Linked DNA regions of Sus scrofa: region 1 is linked to region 2. Evidence: chromatin contacts called from public Hi-C data. All regions are on one chromosome and are shown on one strand. Each heading gives the region's core, a stretch centred on a gene start, on an enhancer-like site or on the middle of the called end of the contact. The rest is flanking DNA. Distances are from core to core; before and after follow the strand shown. Region 1 overlaps SETD5 (SET domain-containing protein 5). Region 2 holds the start of SETD5 (SET domain-containing protein 5).

What was found. A called contact is a pair of places that touch in the nucleus more often than the background predicts.
Region 1: a contact with region 2 is called in a Hi-C map of embryonic fibroblasts, with 1.7 times the contacts expected there. The contact joins the enhancer-like site here to the promoter of SETD5 in region 2. A contact is called at or near these places in 2 of 5 promoter capture datasets (fetal liver and liver), 17 of 47 Hi-C or Micro-C datasets (alveolar macrophages, brain, embryonic fibroblasts and 9 more) and 2 of 2 datasets of contacts at active chromatin or transcription factors (alveolar macrophages and skeletal muscle).

Annotation. Positions count from the first base shown.
Region 1 is chr13:65,795,259-65,797,958 of Sscrofa11.1, forward strand. The region is part of intron 1 of SETD5 (SET domain-containing protein 5); the gene reads left to right. Among named protein-coding and RNA genes, the nearest start is that of SETD5, 37 kb to the left of the region's middle. Within about 2 kb of position 1,448, at least 34 of the 83 cell types and tissues checked have an H3K27ac peak or open chromatin away from gene starts, as enhancers often do. A contact at or near this core is called in alveolar macrophages, brain, embryonic fibroblasts and 2 more, where this site is marked.
Region 2 is chr13:65,758,585-65,761,284 of Sscrofa11.1, forward strand. It overlaps SETD5 (SET domain-containing protein 5), which reads left to right and starts at 1,389. Exons shown (of 25, transcript XM_013981946.2): 1 at 1,389-1,720. SRGAP3 (SLIT-ROBO Rho GTPase-activating protein 3) reads right to left here and starts at 1,308. Exons shown (of 25, transcript XM_021071097.1): 1 at 1,185-1,308.

The DNA.
Region 1 (2,700 bases), core at 198-2,697, 37 kb after region 2:
TGGCCTACTATAAAGATCCTTTGCCGCCAGAGTTATTGTGTATCTGTTCATTTTCATTATTTATTAGTTTAAATATAGGTATAGTAGATTAGACTGAATGCATTTCCCCCCACATCACAGCATATGGAAGTTCAGAGCTGCAGCCTTCACCACAGCTATGGCAACATCGGATCCTTAACCCACTGTGCCACAGTGAAATCTCCCAGAATGCATTAGAAACTTGTGTTTTTAGTGAATCCCAGTTAAAGGGTTATTCCTTTCAAAAAGAAATATAGTTAATTATGGCTTCTGGCTAGTTGGAGTTTAGAGAAAACTAAACAGGGTCTTTTATAATGATTTTTGTTTTTTCCATTATAGCTGGTTTATAGTGTTCTGTCAATTTTCTACTATACAGCAAGGTGACCCATTTACATATACATGTATACATTCTTTTTTCTCACATATACAGTGTCTTTTATTTAGTATGTGAAGAGGGAAAAAATTCTAGTAGTTTTATGACAGTACTATGTGAACAACCTGATATCAAAGCTCTGAAAAAGAAACCAGGCCTAGGAGATGAAAATCTAGGTAGGATTTTTAAGTTGAAGATATTTTAGATTCTACGATAGTAAGTTGTGGTTAATAGGAGGAAAATTATCATTAATCCTCATATAAGATCTGAAGTAATTGCTGCCCTTGAGAAAAGTGGGCATTGAAAACTGATATTATTCAATCTGCCTTTATGTCAGCCAAGCAAGATTTTTTTTCTGTAATCCATGCCTGTTTTTAACACTTCGAGTTTCACATAATTTTTAAAATACCTCATTTTTAAAATGAAATTTGCCTTTCTGGCCCTGACTTAGTGAGTGTACATATTTGTCTTTACTTTGAAATCTCATAATTGGGCCCTAGATTCTAGAGTGCTTTTAATTCTTAGGGTAGGGTAGCCACTACATGCCAAAACGTTTTGGTTTTTTTTGTTTTTTGGGGGGTTTTGTTTTGTTTTGTTTTGTTTTTATGAGAGTGAGGGGGAAAAGTGTAAAATTTTGGTGTAAATAGCTTGCTGTTAACGTGGGAATTCATAAAAGTAAAAATGATCTGATTGGTTTATTTAAAATTTAATAATAGAGGAAAAGCCAAAGAAACTAAAAAGGGACATCCTCAAAATGGCTTGTTTGTATATCCCCAAATATATATTCACTTACATGTTTTGTCAGAGACCAAAATTCAGGAAGCAAAATTTGGCTTCCTGGTGGTTTCTGGAGAGAATTGATCAGAGATTGCTTCTTGGCTAAGTTGCTGTCTGCATAGGCTGTTAACAATTGTTTCTCTGGTAGCAGATCTTGTTCATCAGCATTGCATCATTTCTGGGAGAATGGCCAAGGTCCACAGCCACAGTACAAAGACTGTCTGAAGCATATGAGGCCTGTTCTTTTTCTGAAGCGGCACTCCTCTTCCTGCCAGTCCTCTTCACAGGATTACTGAAGCAGACTTGTTCTGAATTTCTTTCATTGGATTGGCTGTTTATTGGACTCTAAACTCCCAGCTGCTTCCGGCTCACCTGGCTGATGCAATTTCTTTTTCTCAAATCTCTATTGGAGTTGTTCTTAAAGCACTTTTGTCTGTCTTCTCTGAGAGTGACCAGACGTATCAGATGGGTCTTGTGCTTTCAGCAAGTCATGTAGGAAAGACACTGTCAGAATGGCAGATACAGAGACTGTTGACCATTTCTGAAACCAATTTAAACAGAAATAATTACAAACCATTTCTGGCATGTTCATAACAACCTGTTTCTTAGAAATTGTATGTAAATGGTGGCTTCTCAACAGGCTGGTTCTGCTTCTGAGTCCAAGAACTTAACTATGCTTCCTGGGGTTCTGATAGATTGTTCTAGAAATAGTAAATTGAAATGCAGTTGAAGTTCTGATGCATTCCTTTTCCCCCCTTCTGTATACTCGTGTCCTTATTTCTCTTTTTGCTTCTGTTATTCTTTCTTTTTTGTTGTTGCTAAGGGAGTCTACTTCTTTGACTTAATTTTTTTCTTCCTCTTACTGTTACCTTCATACTTTTTAACTTTTATGTATTTTTTTTTTTAGGGCCACACATGCAGAACATGGAAGTTCCCAGGCTAGGAGTCGAATCAGAGCTACAGCTGCTGGCCTGCACCACATCCACAGCAGCACCAGATCCTTTAACCCACTCAGCAAGGCCAGGAATCGAACCCACATCCTCATGGATGCTAGTCGGGTTTGTTAATCACTGAGCCACAAGGGGAACTCCCATACCTTTTATTTTTATAATTCTGAGTATACTCGTTTAAAATTATTTCTAAAGAATAGATTATTTTCCAATTCTTAATAAAAAGTTAGAAATCTATAAGATATCGACGTAAAGTACATTTTTAAAGTTTTTTTAAGTTTTTTATTTTTCCTTATTAGAGCCCCACCTGCAGCATATGGAGGTGTTCCCAGGCTAGGAGTCGAATTGGAGCTGTAGCTGCTGGCCTACACCACAGCCATGCTAGATCCAAGCTGCGTCTGCGATCTGCACCACAGTGGGATTCTTAACCCACTGAGCGGGGCCAGGGATCGAACCTTCATCCTCATGGATACTAGTCAGATTCATTTTTGCTGAGCCACAATGGGAACTCCCAACATAAAGTACATTTACTCTCCATTGCTGGTAACTGGAATCCCACAAACAGATCTGTTCATTTTTATG
Region 2 (2,700 bases), core at 139-2,638:
ACGCCCAAGAATCAGGTTAAGCCAGGGCAAAAGAATCCCGCCCATAATCGAGAAGGAGCAAACTGACATGGAGGCGATGACGAGATCGCGGGGGAGGGAGGGATTTTTCTAGGCCCAGGGCGGTCCTTAGGAAAAGGAGGCAGCAGAGAACTCCCATAAAGGTATTGCGGCACTCCCCTCCCCCTGCGGAGAAGGGTGCGGCCTTCTCTCCGCCTCCTCCACTGCAGCTCCCTCAGGATTGCAGCTCGCGCGGGTTTTTGGAGAACATGCGCCTCCCACCCACAAGCCAGCAGGACCGACCCCCCACTCCTTCCTCCACCCCCCACCCCCACGGGTCCGAGAGCAGGTAGAGAGCTAGTCTCGTCCTTCAGGCGGCGGACGCCCAGGGCGGAGCCGCAGTCACCACCACCCAGAAGCCTCGGCCCGGCAGCCCGCCCCCGCCTCCTGCGCGCGCTTCCTGCCACGTTGCGCAGGGGCGAGGGGCCAGACACTGCGGCGCTGGCCTCGGGGAGGGCCGTACCAAAGACCGCCTCCCTGCCGACTCGCGTAGTGGTTTCGCTCATTTGGGACCCAAGCCAATAACAAGGGGCCGTTCCCAGGACTTCAGCAGCCAATCAGATACCAAAGCCGAGCAGGCGGCGGGTAAACCGACTCCCCCGGAGGGGAGGGTGGCAGGACGCCCGCGCGGGAGCCACTTTCACTGACCCTCCCCTCCCCCCGCAGGAGGCCGACAGCGCCCGCCTGTGCAGCTCTCTCCACCCCACCTACCTACCCACCCAGGGGGCAATGCGAGAGTTCCTGGGAGGCTGCGCACTCCCGAGGCTGTAACTGACAGGAGCTTTACTCCAACCAAAACACGCCATTTGTGTTTTCACACACGGCGGGAGGAGAAGCGGCCAATCAGTGACAAGAGAAGAGCAGGAAGCGCTCCTCCCTCTGCGGGAGCAATGGCTCCGTCCGTATTCCAGGCTTTTCCGCTCCCTTCTCCCTCCCCCTCCGGTTGCCGCAGGGCGGGCCGCACTCCCGCCTGCCTCTCACCACCTCTTCCCCTTCCAGCGTAACAAACGATATGCTCCCGACTTCCCGCTAGGGAAGGCGACCCCCGCTACCGGTCAGACCACCTCAAGCACCCATCCCCCGCCAAACCGCCGGCCCTCCCCCAAACCAGAGTCCCGCTCCCCTACCTAGCCGAGGCTCTCTGAGGAGCCGGAGCCCCAGAGCACAGCCTCTTCTCTAGGCGGCCCCGGCGGCTTCCGCTGATTGGCGGGGAGCTGGCCAATGGGTGCGAGACGGTGGGCGGAGGGGCCAATGGCGCGGCGGGAGGGGGCGTGTCCCGGGTGCCCCTGGCGCCGGCGCTGGGAATCCCCGTGCGGTCAGTGGCGTTTCCGCTCGGGCAGCGGGCTGAGTGAGCTGCTGCCGCCGCCGCCGCCGCCGCCGCCGCCGCCGGGGGAGGGGCGGCCGCCGCCCGCCTGCGCTCAGAGACTCACGCAGCCCCAGTCCCGCCAGTCCGCCAACACAGTAGTGCCGGCCCCCCCCTCCTTCCCTGGCCCTCCCCCTCACCGCCTTTGGCTCGCTCCGCCTTTTTGCCCCCCACCCCCACCTCACGGGCACGGGCCATTCCCGGCCAGGAAACGCCGTGGCGCCGCGCTGGGCCTAACTCGAGTCCTGCTGCCTACCGGGAGTGCCGTGCGCCGCAGCCCGGGCCCAGGCCTGGGACAAGGTAAGGGTGCGACAGAAAAGAGAGACCTCCCCTCACCACCGGGCCCCGGGGGAGGGAAGGGTCACCTCCTCCGTCTCCTCGCGCTTGCTCTCGGGACGTGGGCCTGGCCCTCCCCCGGCTCTCAGCAGGAGGATGCTGCCCCTTCCCATCCCCCCTCGCCCCCCCACACCACTGTACCCCTCTTTCCCAGGCGGAGAGGCCCCCTCCTTAATCTAGTCGACCCCACTACCCTTTTCATGTCTTTCCTGGGTCAGGACGTTTCCCCTCCCCCCACGCCTCTTCACCCCTTTTCCTGTGAACTGCCTACTCCACGTTTACCTTTTACTTGAGAATAGGCCTCTCGCCGCCCTCCTCAAAATACACAGCACACTTTTTTTTCCCCTCCCCAAACCCCACCCCCACCCCCGTTCGCGCGGCCTTGTGACAACTCTGGTCGCTCTGGGGCCCTCGATCTCCCCCCTCCAAGAATGTTCCTGGACGCTTTTCCTCTCGTCCTAGGGTCCCTATTGCAGATGATTGCTTCCTTTCCCACACTAAAGACGTTGGGCTTCGCCACCCCCACCTCACATTCTTGGGCTCTCAGTGGCGTATGCCCCAGTATCTCTGAAATGGCCCCACTGAATTTGTAGGGTTCTAGCTTGGAGTTGAGCCAGATTGTGTCGTTTTCCCTGTCTTGGGCGTGGAGAGAGATCATTTGAGAATATCTTTAAAGGCAGAAAAATGTAGCCTCTATTAATTGCCTTTCCCTCTGCGTGGAAGCCAGGGATGCGAAGTGAATGGTGGTGAGAAAAAGCCCTGGTTTTTAAGTAGGTGAATCGCGTGACAGGGAAAGTTTAACTGTTGGGAAAGCCCCTTCTATGCTAATTTATTCTATAGAGCTCTTTGCTTGTCTCACTTCTTGGGAATAACTGGTCTTTCCCTTGGATATTGATGCTGCAGCCAGCTCTGCTGGTCTGGGTCAGGGGTGCGTGTATGACCTG